Regions from separate parts of the Rattus norvegicus genome. Here region 2 is linked to region 1. The links are chromatin contacts, called in public Hi-C maps. All regions are on one chromosome and are shown on one strand. The core of a region is the stretch at or near the end of the contact, and the rest is flanking DNA. Distances in the headings are between cores, read along the strand shown.

The links. A called contact is a pair of places that touch in the nucleus more often than the background predicts.
Region 2: a Hi-C map of psoas muscle shows a contact between it and region 1, with 3 times the contacts expected there. The contact joins two enhancer-like sites. A contact is called at or near these places in 2 of 12 Hi-C or Micro-C datasets (hepatocytes and psoas muscle).

Annotation. Positions count from the first base shown.
Region 1 is chr10:11,666,326-11,673,511 of GRCr8, reverse strand. All of the region lies in intron 2 of Adcy9 (adenylate cyclase 9), which reads right to left. Among named protein-coding and RNA genes, the nearest start is that of Adcy9, 24 kb to the right of the region's middle. Within about 2 kb of position 2,606, at least 10 of the 93 cell types and tissues checked have an H3K27ac peak or open chromatin away from gene starts, as enhancers often do.
Region 2 is chr10:11,730,322-11,737,507 of GRCr8, reverse strand. All of the region lies in intron 3 of Adcy9 (adenylate cyclase 9), which reads right to left. Among named protein-coding and RNA genes, the nearest start is that of Adcy9, 88 kb to the right of the region's middle. Within about 2 kb of position 3,152, at least 2 of the 93 cell types and tissues checked have an H3K27ac peak or open chromatin away from gene starts, as enhancers often do.

The DNA of each region.
Region 1 (7,186 bases), core at 1,357-3,856:
AATTAAATGCTTATGAGACACTGTGCGGGTGCTGGGAATTGAACCCGGACCCTCTGAAACAGCAGGCATCTCTCTAGCCCTATAATCTCATTTCCATGACGGTCTGCAAAATGGAGAAAATCAACATCACCAAGGCTGATGGGGAGAGAGGGGTGGGCTGCGGAAGGAAACCTTTAGGTATAGTGTCGTGTGCATCAAACCTTTAGGTATAGTGTCGTGTGCATCAAACCTTTAGGTATAGTGTAGTGTGCATCAAACCTTTAGGTATAGTGTCGTGTGCATCAAACCTTTAGGTATAGTGTCGTGTGCATCAAACCTTTAGGTATACTACCATGTGCTTCGAATGTGTCGGTGGTTAGCAAACTGCAGGCTTTTATCAAAACTCATCCAACTGTGGATTTTACTCCATGCAAATGATGGAAACTGGCAAATTTCCTAAGTTCTAACCGTGTCCTACAGGAAGTCTTGCTGGGAGAGAATCACATCCGTAGTTGGAATGAGAAACAGTAAAACCTACGCATTTGGTTTCACTAGCAGTTAATGTGGGCAAAGACTGCCTATAAGATTAATCCCTGTGCCACTCGTGCCTACAAAACCGCGGCTGTCCCATCAAATTAGAGACGCCTCTGTGTTCCATTATGAATGGAACCAAATGCTACCAAATAAACATGGCGCACCACTTACGCCAGAGCCTGGTTTGAGACATGTCTGGAAAACGTACATACAGCATCATGATGATGCCATATACAATGCTGGAAGCAACCACAAGCTCAACAAGGTGGATTTTCCTGGATAAATAAATATAATAAAACAAACAATCACTTAAAGTAGAATTGGAGATACATACAAACAATATCAGGAAAAAGAAGTCTTTGGTCTGTTTATATAAAAATAAGATTTCAAAAGGCCATGCTTGCAATAATACTATTGCTCACAAGATGATTATTGATGCATATTGATAATTATTGATATCTGCGTTGAAAGAAAACCAAGCAGTATACTAAAACATTAATAATGTTGTTTCCGGTGGTAATTACCTTCAAAGTTTTTTCTCATAAATAGGGCCTCTATACCATCTTCTCCAAAAATAAGGGCACATCAGGGGTTGGAGGAAAGGCTCAGAGTGAGCATAAGAGCCAAAGGAAGCTCCAGAGAGGTCTGGAGTGCTGACTTCCAGGCTGTGGCTACTGCACTTCTCAACTCCAGCAGCTCTGCCCGCCTACACGAGACCTGACGATCTCTACAAGGTCAGTAGGATCCAAATGCATGTGCGCATGTATGAAATGCCATAATAAACCATCATAATTAACACACAAAAATAAAAACAGCTTAGAACCTTTCTCCCCTAAGACTTTTCTAAGACTTAAAAGTATAAACATGTTTTTCTTTATAATCAAGAAGTAAATGTCTATTCCCCTGCCATCTGCCTAAATACAGAAGTTTGAAAGTTGCAAACTCCTTAGAGCTACAACTGCAAAAGAAAGAGGTTGGGGCAGAAACCTGAAACAATCCAAAAGCTTACAAAAGAAATGCAATATCGAACTGTGGCTTTGTCAATTCAAGAACTGCCACCTTATAAATAAATATGTGTGGACTACATAGATGGTATGCTGGCACACGCCTGGAATCTCAATCCTCAGAAGCCTGATACAGGAGGATCGCTGCAAGTTTGAAGCTATTTTGGGTAAAATATTAAGTCCAAGGCAGGATTAAGATACATAGTGAGACCCAGTCTCAAAACAACAACAACAACAACAACAACAACAACACACACACACACACACACACACACAACTTCATAAAAATAGCAATAGAAATTTAAGAGAAGTTGGTTGGTATCACTTTTTTAAATATTTTGCTTTTATTATTTTTAATTGTGTATAAGTGTGTGTATGTGTGTGCACGAGTGTGTGGCCTGTAGAGGCCAGAGGTGTCAGATCCCCTGGAGCTGGAGTTACAACTGTGGGCCACTTAACATGTGCTAAGAACAGAATGTGTGCTCTTACCTGCTGAGCCATCTCTCCAGCCCGGTTGGTACCTTTTAATCAATAAATAATTACTGTCTATATACAAGATTAAGTTACACAGTCTTACACAGATGTTGTTTTGGTAACAGGAGTCAAATTATGTACTTTGAATTCTTCGTTAATTTTTTTTTCACTCAAAATTGATACAATAGAAGTGACTTAGGTGGTTTCAGAACCAGGGCAGTCCTCCCTAGCCTCTAACATGAGTTTCTTGGCAGGCTCCCACACCAGTCTTAAACTCCCAACCCTTTCCCACAGCACAACTGACTGACCGAAGCTTCTTTTTCCCTGTGTGTCTCACTAACACCTGTCTGAATTTACAATTTTAATTTTCAGTCAGATGCTTAATCACAATATATATTTAAAAAAAATCACCACAGAGATGAGGGCTGATGGGAAATGAAGCATGGGGACCGTTCATCTCTGTGGCTTCTTCTTTCTTTTCTTTCTTTATTCTGTTTTTTGGTTAAGGAAAACATCTCCAAGTTCATAAAAACAAGGAGCTAAAATTAGACAGAAGAGCTGAGCCTTGACTCACGGTAGGGAAACATTATTTTTAAACCGAGGGGTATTTATAGGCGGGAGCTTTATGAAGAAGGAAATGCAAGCTTGCGTATGTGCATGGGGCGACCTGGGAGGGACTAAGATGGGGGACAACCCTCGAGGAACATTTATATTTGTGTTCCTGGAACTGCAGGCACCTTGCCTGCGTCTTTTCTCATGGACCGCAGGTCAGAGCTAGGACTGACAGGCACCTGAGAAACTGGCCACTTTGTGTTACAGAAAAGACTACACCACTCACACTGGACCACAGTTCAGCTGCCCACTCCTATGTCCTCCTCAGAGCCGAGAGAGGCCCCTGACACAGAAGAGCTGGCCCTGTGGGAGGTGCTCATTCCCAAGAACAAGTGACACTTCATGGTGATCCAGGCCAAAGTTGAAGGATTATGCTCGTTACGTTTTCTGAAAAGACAAATCGGCAAAACGGAAGGCACCTCATGGTGACTGCTAAAGGGATAAGTCTCTCACCACATTAAAGCACATTCACCTTGGCATTCAGCTCTGCTCACAACCTTCCCGAGGACTTTACCTCCCACCACATCACATCACACCCACAAGCTCTCCATGACAGCAGGTGAGAGCTGAAAGCTCAGAGGAGGCAGGGGAGGGTGGTGTTCTGCTGTGGGGCTCTGCACAGTGGAGAGGGAGGGGAAGAGGAATCCTGTGTCTAGGCTTTGAAGACAGTTGGCAGCATCCTGTGTGCTCCAGGACAAGGAAGGGCCCCACTTAACCCCAGGTTCCCAGGAATTTTGAGAAGGAAACATCAGCCTCATGTCTGGCAACAAAGAACCCAGACACTTGTGAAGAAACATCAAGACCTGCAAAGAGCCCAGAGGCTGGTGGAGGGGTCAGGGCCCACAGAATAATGGCTCTACTTAATGGAGGTTTCATTCTCTGTAACAGTGCAGGATATAGGTTATATCCATATCCACAAATGTCTCTAAAACACACATCATATCAGGAAATAGCAGACTCTTCTCTATCTGTGAGATTCTAGTGAAAGATCATGTTTCAAAATGTGACCAGGAGATGGGGGGGTAGGGGGCACTTAGGATTCCAGTTCCAACATGGTGATACAAGGAGAGAGACCCAGCCCTGCCCCCACTCATGGCAGATATCAATTCAACAGTCTCTCCACGGCTAATCAGTGGCCCACACTGGGACTGCTTTGTAGTGGCCATCATATCTGAGCATCTTGTTCCCGCCTATTGCCAGCAGGAAGTCATCAGCTGACTCAGACGACCCAGGCTCCTTCTGGGACTATTTTTCTGTACTTCTAAGATGTGTGACCAACACCTTCATCAGCATGTCCACATTGACTGTACACTGAAATAGCCTTCTCCAGTGTGGATCACAGTACATCTATACCATGTGACCATGAGTAAAGTACAGTTATCAGGCCCATCTCTGGAGAAACCCCCCTCTCTTTGTTCTCCCCACCACATCCCTGCCTTAGGGAAAGGGCTTACCAGTCTATGGATTCTGCCTGCCTACGTCCTATCAGCAGATTCCCTTCATCTGCACTCCATTGATCTAAAACCTCTTACCTGATCTGCAGTTGTACATTTACACATCATACAGGGAGGTTTCGTTTTGCACGTGGACTTGTCTTATACACCTTTTCTCTTAAGGACAGCAAAAGGAAGAACTTGGCTCAGGAAGACACTCAAGTTCTCTGCCTGAGATAGGGTTGATGACTGACTTCCTCAAGGCTGAATAACATAGCTTTCTGCTCTGTAAGCAGACATATTGGTACCAGACACCCTGATATGGAGGGAGAGCCCAGGCAGTAGGTAGGAATATTCTTGACACTGGAAAAGTACATACTATTCCCCAAGGTAACTTAATACACTGGCACCTTTGCTTACAGATGGTCTCATGGTTAGCCCAGATCAGGTCTCCAAAATTACACAAGTCTGAACACAGAAATGAAGACACTGAATCTGCTAACCTGTGACCTGACCTCAAATCAAGATCACTGTCTCTCCCAAAGACTACAATGGCATCCATCACAGACTTATCTGCATAAATCATTATTTCTTTTGTGGGAATGGTGATTAGAACCAGGGTCTCAACTGTGTAGTCCTGGCTTTCCTGGAACCCAATATGTAGAACAGGTTAGCCTCAAACTCCCAGAGATGCTCCTGTCTCAATGCCTCAGTCTCCTATGTACTGGGATTACAGTTGTGCACCACCAATCTCCACTTGCTTAGTCCCAGTGTGTTAATATGCCTAACGAGCTGTTAACTTTACTCTGGTATTTAGTAATGGCTATATTTAAATAAAACTCATAAACCATACAACTCATTCACTTAAGTATAAAATCCAGTGATCCTTACTACAGCTGCCAGCCGCCAGCCACTGCATAAGCATTTCGGCTTCAGACCTCTCTTTTTCTCTCTCCCTCCTTCCCTCGTTCTACACACACACACACACACACACACACACACACACACACACCAAGTTTCTGTAGCCAAGGTTGGCTTTGAACTCATACCCAAAGAGATTCCTTCCTGGGATGGCAGGTGTATACTAGCCTGACTTCAGAATACTGTTCATCGTCCTAAGAAGAAAACTCTATTTCCACTAAGCAAGCATCCCCCTCCCCCTTTCCAAACTATTCATCTGTCTCTAGTTCTATGATTCCCTATTCTGGGCATTTCTTACCAGTGGACTGTGCTTAGCATCTTTCACTCAGCACATTTCCAAGGTTCATCTATCTTGTAGCATGCATCAGTTGGCCATTCATGTTTATGACTGAACAATATTCAACCATGCAGACAGTGCACACTTGTCTATCTATTCACTCACTAGCAGACATTTAGCTGAGTTGCACTTTTGAGCTGTCATAGACATCTGTGCAGCAGTTTTTTGCATGATTGTGTCCTCAGTACTTCTGGGTGTATGCTTTAGAGTAGAAGTGTTGGGACATACTGTAACTCTGTATCTCCCGAGTGCAGAACTGTTGGGACATACTGTAACTCTGTATCTCCCGAGTGCAGAACTGTTGGGACGTACTGTAACTCTATCTCCCGAGTGCAGAACTGTTGGGATATACTGTAACTCTGTATCTCCCTTCAAGAGTTGCCACACTGCTGTCCATAATAGCTACACAATCTTATAATCCCCACCAGCAGAGTCAGACATTCTGGGAGATCCTGAGATAGTGACCTATATCTTTATCTATAGCAGGCACTAAAAACCTGTGCTCAACCAACAAGTGTGGTGGCTTTTAAAAAAAAAAATCAGGTGTTGCTGTTAGTTATTACACGTGTATAAAATTATCAAACAAAAAGATTCAAGTTAAAAGACATCAGCACTAGAAGTGATAGCACATGCCTGTTCTCTCAGCCTCTGGAAGCAGAAGCCAGAAAACTGCCATGCCCACACAGTGAGTGCCAGACCACCAAGCAAGACTGCCCCAAATACAACATGATAAAACAAAACAGAGCAAAATGAAGCCTGACTACACAGTGCCAGTCACCTTCCAGCACATTCTGTGCCTGACACCCATTCCAGCTCCCCTTGTCCCTTAGGGAAGCTCCATTCACCCTGAACAATTTTATCTGCAGGCATCACTTACATCTCAGCTAACAGTATACAGTTCTTGGGACTCTGACTGAGGGCTGGCTAAAAGCCTTGGAGGCCATCCAGTGCAGGGTATAACCTGGCCATGTTGTGACTCACTCTGAGCTGGCTCACAAAGTTCTATTTTCAGGTGGGCCAATACATACCAGTGGAGAGTTAAAACCACTGAAAGGGAAGGGAGTCCAGTCCAGTTCAGTGTCAGGACATAACACTCATAACCTGTGGGAATTCCCACCCTCCCCAACTTCTCTGGAAGGCCTTGTTAACCCCTACACCACATGTTCAGCAGCAGGGGGACTTTGCCTTCTCCTCTACTGACTTGAAACTCCATTTGCTCCTTTTCCACCCTGAGCCATACTGACACTCCGTTACACTGAAAAGTTTACATATTATCCTTGTTTTAACTGCATGAAAACAAAATAAAATGAACTATGAACTCATGGCCATGTATGGGAGCAGAGCTTGCTGGTGGCCAATGTTTCTTTTGAAAACGTTCTATATTAAGGAAGTGTGTGGGAACGAGGCCGGCTATGGAAAGTATCTCTGTCCCAGGCTCTCGGGGCAGCTGGTAAGAGCAGTGCAGCCCAGCTGGGCACAGGCGCTCATGAAGCATGGGGGAAGCCGCATCTTACCACACTGCATCCAGATACTTCGAGTTAACTTGAACAAGAACCTTCCTAGACTTGTTTGGAATAGTCTGTATTTACACAGCAATTTTAAAGCTTGCCCTAGGTGCTGTTTACCACATAATCTCAAAGTGGCCGTGTCTACGTGTTTAAAAAGCCTCTCAACATCGGATCTTCCCTATAATCTCAACATTACTCCAATTTACAGTCAACAAAGTAATGCTATCCAGATTACATCACTCAAAGTGGGTACAGAGATACCTATAGTCCCAGCACTCAGGTAGCTGAGGAAAAGGGGTCACAAGTTTGAAACCAGTCTGGGCCACACATAGAGAACCTGTCTCAAGAAGCCAAGGAACAGGTTGAGCACACCTTTAATCCCAG
Region 2 (7,186 bases), core at 1,903-4,402, 63 kb before region 1:
AACTGCAGGTTCAGTGAGGAACTGACTGTGTCTCATCAAGATGAAGAGTAAGTGAAGGGGACACCTGTCATTGACCTCTGACCCATACTGCACAAACACACATGAACACACACACACACACACACACACACACAATATCAAGCACAAAGTGACCCTCTGAGCCTCTAGTGGAGGAATGAAGTAAATGGGCCCAAGAGATACCTAATTCTAACTGAGCTGTTTGGAAGGTCGGGTGAGTCAGCTTGGTTCTGGTGCAGTGCCTGCTTGCTCCTCTAGAGGGCACACTGAACATTTCACTAACCAAGTAGTTGACCAGGGAAGGACACAGCTTAGTGGGGACAGGCTGACCTTACGGTTTGAAAGACTAACTTCATCCAAACCTTTAGGTGCCACAGATCTTGAAACAGGAGGGCAAAGCAGCACAAAGCTATTATTTCTTTGGCCAATTTTAAACATCAAGCCTGGAGAAGAGCCACACGGCCACCAGCCTGACATGGTGGCCCTGGCTCTGCCCCAAACAGGTACACACACAAGTAGATGTGGGATCTCTCCAAAGCCTCCTGTATGAAATGGAGTTATTATGTCTACCTGAAGGTCTTGCTGTAAGGGGAAGATGGGGGTGCTCACGTAAAGTACGTCAGAATATTTCAAAAGCAGCTATTTGATTGATTAATTACTTAATTAATCAATCAATTTATTTATTTTTAAGACACGGCCTTAGGCTCAATGGATTGAGATGAGTCAGTGATTAAGAGCACTGGCTACTCAACTATGACCACTGGAGTTCAGACCCCTAAACTAATGTCAGGAGACTCACAACGCCCGTAACTCCAGCTCCAAGGGATCCGCCCCATACAAGTGTGCACAGACACTAACACACACACATAATTAAAGTAAAATAAATATGTTTTAATACATGGCCTCACCGTGTAGCCCTGGATGTCCTCAAACGTCACACAATCTAGTTAGTTCCGGTTGTTCTTAAGTTGCAATCATTCTGCTCCCATACCCTGAGTGCTGGGGTTACCGCCACACACGTCTTCAAAGCAGTTTTATTTTGTGTGCCAACTCAGAGGGAACTGATTGATTAGTGATGTCTGCCATGGACAAAAGGCTGGACATGTGAGAGCATGGTGGTGAAGAGCAAGTCTCAGGGCTTCTTAGCTGGGTGGCACCAGGGAGACTGAGACCTACAGCAAATCATTTCACTCAATTCTAAAATGGGGCTCTTTGCTAGTCTGTCTTTCTTTCTCAGTGTACTGGCTGGCTTTGTGTGTCACCTTGACACAAGCTGGAGTTATCACAGAGAAAGGAGCCTTCCTAGAGGAAATGCTTCCATGAGACCCAACTGTAAGGCATTTTCTCAACTAGTGATCAAGGGGGGAGGACCCAGCCCATTGTGGGTGGAGCCATCCCTAGGCTGGTTGTCCTGGGTTCTATAAGAGAGCAAGCTGAGCAAGCCAGGGGAAGCAAGCCAGTAAGTAACATCCCTCCATGGCCTCTGCATCAGCTCCTGCTTCCTGACCTGCTTGAGTTCCAGTCCTGACTTCCTTTGGTGATGAACAGCAATGTGGAAGTGTAAGCTGAATAAACCCTTTCCTCCCCAACTTGCTTCTTGGTCCTGATGTTTGTGCAGGAATAGAAACCCTGACTAAGACACTCAGCCACTTTCTTTTGGGGAGATTTTCTTGATTAGAAGTTTAGAACAGGGGTTGGGGATTTAGCTCAGTGGTAGAGTGCTTGCCTAGCAAACGCAAGGCCCTGGGTTCGGTCCCCAGCTCCGAAAAAAAATAAAAAAGGAAAAAAAAAGAAGTTTAGAACAAATGAAATTTCATTTTTTTTTTTCAGAAAAATCTACCTTCCCTGGGAGAGATACTCCCCTGTCTCAACACCCTATTCAGACTGGAGGCCCCTGTGTAGCATGGGCCCTTTACTATACAATGGTGTGTATTTCACGTCATTCTCTACAGCCCCAACAGGATTTTCCTTTGACGATTTCTATGGCCTAACTTGAATCTGAAGTTTTCGATGAGCTGACACAGCCATGAAACCTTCCCCGCTTACCAAGAACGTCCATCTCTCTCCCCCTTCTGCTATTGGCATCTCCACAATGCCAAGAACCTCCCACCTCCAACCCGCACAAGAACCTTGGAAGGCACGGCTCGCTGTGGAGCAAGGCTGGCAGGCATGTTATAGTAAGTTCACTGTCAAAACGGCAACAGCTATGAGTTAGAGGTAATGACAATAGGTTTACAGTTGTCTGGTCGTGTACAAGACTCTGGAGGCTCTGCTGCTGCTGAGAAAATCCACTGCTGTGCAAACATGAGGACTGAGGCCCAGATCGCTGGACGGGCAGCCTAGCCAGAAAGCACTGTGCTCCAGGGAGACCCTCAGTGTCTCAAGGGAAGCGGGGAAAAAAGTGATTAGAGCAGGACAACCAATGTCTTCCGCTGGCTGTCAAACAAGCACACACAAGAACACACATTTGCATACATATGTATGCATCTGCATATAACACACACACACACACACACACACACACACACACACAAGCACATACAAACTCAAAGGAAAGGCATGAGCCTTCTGAAGAGAGGATGGTTTGTGGACACTGGGGTTTGACTCAAGAGCTCCTGGCCCCTGACCACCATGGGACTTGACTCTGGCTGCCTCTCCTGTCACAAGGAAATGATCCTGACACCTTGATCTGCTGGGCTCTGATCACCTGAAATGACCCACCTTCCCCGCTGTAACTTCCACCTTGGCTCTTCTGAGTAGCTCTACTGGCACAGACACACTAAAGGGAGCAAACATCCCCTAAATGGCATCTTTACAGGCCAAGGAGTTTGCTGGCTGTTGCCGGGGTAACCTGAGAGTCCTTGGAAACTCACCGAGAGCACATTTCACCACCCCCCTCCACCCTTGATGGACACAGGCTTTGAAGGAAAAACCAAAACCATTCCTCTGATACATACGAACCCATTTTCATTTGTTTCTCGTGTGTTTCAACGTATGCCCCTAATTCTGGTCAGAATACCTGGCACAGAGCTACAAAGCAGGGTTGCTGGGCTTCTTTGTTTGTTTCTACTCAAGGCTCTTGCAAGATAAATCATTGTGAAGTCAACACCTGTCCCTTTCCATAACTGCCCCAGGGAAGCCTCTCGGGGGGATGGAAACATCAGCCCTGGGTATGCCTGTCTAGTCTACAGATCACTGACTACTTAGCATTGTGTCCTGGTACTAGAAGAGGCCTCTCCACGAGGCTCACGTTGGACATGGCTGGCTGGGGTAAGCATGACAACAACAATCACTGAAATCCCCCTGAAGCTCTTTATGTCTCAATGTTTGCTCCTCAGAAACTCCCACAACACAGGCACAGTAAGTTCCATTTCATACAAGAGGAAACCGAGGCGGACAAGATAAGGGGCTCACATATAGTCACCCTGCTAGACTGCCACCAGGGAACTATGAGCCCAAACAGAAGAGCGTTTGACCCTAACTACACACACTAACACTTTCAGAACAGATGATTTCTGCTGAGAAAATACCAGAAGTGAACAGAAACGAATCCTTACAGGAAAACAGAGCGGCAATGATCACAGAGGAGAAAGGCTCCACAGATCTGTGAGAACAGGAAGCAAGACAGTTCAAGAACACTGGAGGCAAAGCCATGAATAAACAACTTTAAAACTCAGACACAAGATTTCAAAGTCACCTCGTATAGAATCAAAGAACAGTAATTTCTGAACTTTTCATTTAATTCCTCAGCTCTACAGGACTTTTGAACCTAAAAACCAAGATTGATTCAACACACACACACATACACCCACACTCACACACACACACACATACACACACTCACACACATACACACACACTCACACATACACACACTCACACATACACACACATACATACACACACACTCACATACACACACATACACACACTCACACACACACACACACTCACACACACTCACACATACACGCACATACACACATCACACACATACACTCACACACACTCACACATACACACACTCACACACACATACATACATACACACTCACACACACACTCACACATACACACACATACACACACTCACACACATACATACACACACACATTCACACACACACACTCACTCACACACACACAGGTGAAGGATTAATCAGATTCTGCTGAGCACGGTGGTGCAGTCTTATAATCCCAGAGGCATAGGCAGAGAGATCAGGAGTTCTGAGATAGCCCTGGGCTGCATGAGACACTATCTTATAAAAAGAAAGAAAAGAGAAAGAAAAATGAAAAAAAAAAGTCTAGATTAGTTTTAGTAGACCACGTTACTATGTTGTGGGAAAATTCCATCAGAAAAACAAAATAAGAAAAATAGTATTTTGGGAAATGTCTATACATCCAATAGCACTCAAATGACATATGCATGTCTGTCCACTTAATTAACATACGTGCTTTATTACACTTTTGTTTCCTTATGCTGTGTGCATGCTGGGGCATGCATGTGGAAATCAGAACAACCTGTGTGGGCCACCTTGAGGGTCCTGAGGACTGAACTTAGGTTGTCAGGTTTGGTGACAAGCACCTTTACCTCGTGAGCCATCTCGTGGGTTTCAAAATGTCTTTAAAAATATCTTCTGACTTATAATTGTGGGAAACAGGATCAAAAACATTGTCACATACCTGTACTCTCAGTACTTGGGGGACTGAGGCAGGAGGACTGTGAGCGTGAGGTTTCTCTGGGTTAGATGGTAAGATTCCTCCCAAATGCCTCTCTGATTTCTCAGTTTGTAGAACAGGTAGCAATGGCTGGTGTGGTAGCCCAGGGGTTAGAGAAATCCTGTCTGGGTTGTTGACTCAGAATTTTACAAGCCAACCGGACTTTCTTTTGTATCTCAACCTGGGTTCATCCTGAGACTCTATTGCAAAAGGGAACATATTTTGAGAGACACCACTCTATGCTAGGCCTCTTCAGGGTACCAAGTCATAAATCCACCAGGACTTTACTCTCTTGGACAAAGTGGTCCCTGACACAGGAAAAGCAGTTTGCTGAAGGGGAAGCAAACAGACTCTGCACAGGATCCCAGAGCAGTGGAAAAGCTCACGTTAGGGCAGACAGCATTACTAATGTCATGAGTTCAAGGCACTGACTGACAGGTGACTGGAGACTGGCACAAAGAACGCAGAGCAGACAACTGACACTTTACAAAATCTGCTCAAGAATGGGTCTTAAATAGGGCTGATATCATCCTCACTGTCTTGGATGCAGACTCAGCGTTCTACCCCTCTGGGTAGAATCGGCGCACAGTTATGCAATGCTACTGAGTTCTCAGGCCTGGATGCCTGCTCTCTTCTGGTGCTGGGGAGATGGGACTGTAAGAAGGGCTCCTGGCAGTACCGACTCCACCCTGTGGCCTGCCTTTTATCTCTTCATGTGCTGTATACCCCAAATGTGGAATCGACCCACACCAGTGTTCTGGGATCTAGTCTGAAGAACCCTTACCACGTGGCCAAACCACCCATCCAGAACCCAGACATTATACCTTATGAGCTAACTCATCCTTCCCTCCTGGAAGGGACACAAGGGCCTTCTTTCCCCTATCTCGCAAATGTCCTGGCCATTCAGTCAACTCAACAGACCCTGTCTTCCACTTCCAGGAAATGCATTTGGAAACGTGAACATGACAACAGAATATGATAAATAGTTTTTACCCTTCTGATCAAAACAGGTTTGCAACTACAAGAACATAGTTTTTCAAGAGAAGAGAGATCTGTCTTAAGGCATTTTAGCCCAGAATCCCTGGCACTAGAGTTGCTGGTGTATCCAGGGGAACCCAGCCACGCATGCCCAGCAGGCAGACACATACGAGTCATTAATTTTGAGTTTTGAGCTCTATTTCTCCACTAAGTAAGGCTCAGTTTGAGGCCTAGGGGAAGCCATCTTTCCCCACGCACAAAGAACACTTTTGGAAAACCGTGGGTTTTTTTTGTTTGTTTGTTTTTTGTTTTGTTTTATTTTAATTCTCCCTTTAAATCAGATATTCTGACTGCCCTGCATATACAGGGCTCTAACACTACCATCCTCAGCTGTCGCCCATGGTAGTAGCCCAGGTGACACTGGGCAATGATGGGGACATTTGGATTAGCATAACTGGGATATGTGGTACTAGTAGGCAGAGGTCAGAGATGGGGTTGACCATCTGGAAATACACAGCACAGCCCAATATTCAGGATTATTGGGTCTGAAATGTTAGAACTGTAAAGAACGTTCTTTAAATTAACGAAGCACACGAGTGACATGGGAAGTGAGCTTTCAATAAACCTAGACACGGCGCGACCAGAAGTAATCAGACAACCGGCACCGAGGTTCAGAACCTTCACGTGTAAAATAACATGGACATGTCAAACGACCGCCACATTGCAAAGCTAGCTTATTTTCTGTTTGTTTATTTTGGAGACAGGGTCTTGCCCTCTAGTTTAGACTGTTCTCAAACTCACAGTAATCCTCCTGCTTCAGCCTCCTGGATGCTAGAATGATAAGCCACCCAGCCTACAGAAACACTCAAGCTTAAAACACGCAGCTAGCTTTGAAAGCTAATGAACATGGGTGAGTCACACTAGACAACAGCTGTTCCCATAGCCCACCACCCACCATTTTGTTCTCTGAGAGCTCCAAAGGGCAGAGAACTATCAGAAGCATCTTGCTTTCTTTTTAAAAATGGAAACAGCAAATATTTAAACATGAGAATAAACAGAAGGGGCAAGGAAAGCACCATCAGTAAGATGCTCCAAGTGAACACTCAAGCGCCTGGGTTTGATTTCAGTTCCCCGTGAAGAGCCGGGGCTGTGACCTACACTTAAACTCTGAGTGCTGAGGGGGCTGACAGGACACTGGCCTACCAGTTAGCAGGGTCTAATTGGTGAGTCCCAGGTCCTGGTGAGAGGCTGTTTCTAAAGGAGGAGTTGGGGGAGGCGGGTAGGGGAGACATCAGAGGCTGACCTCTGGCCTCAATGAACACACACACACACACACACACACACACACACACAGAGCCAGAGACACAGAGCATGAATAAATAAAGTAAAAGTAACAAACAAAAGGCCCCAACTGGGAAACTAAACCCAATAGATATGGGAAACACAGTACACAATGAGGAAAACTTCTCAG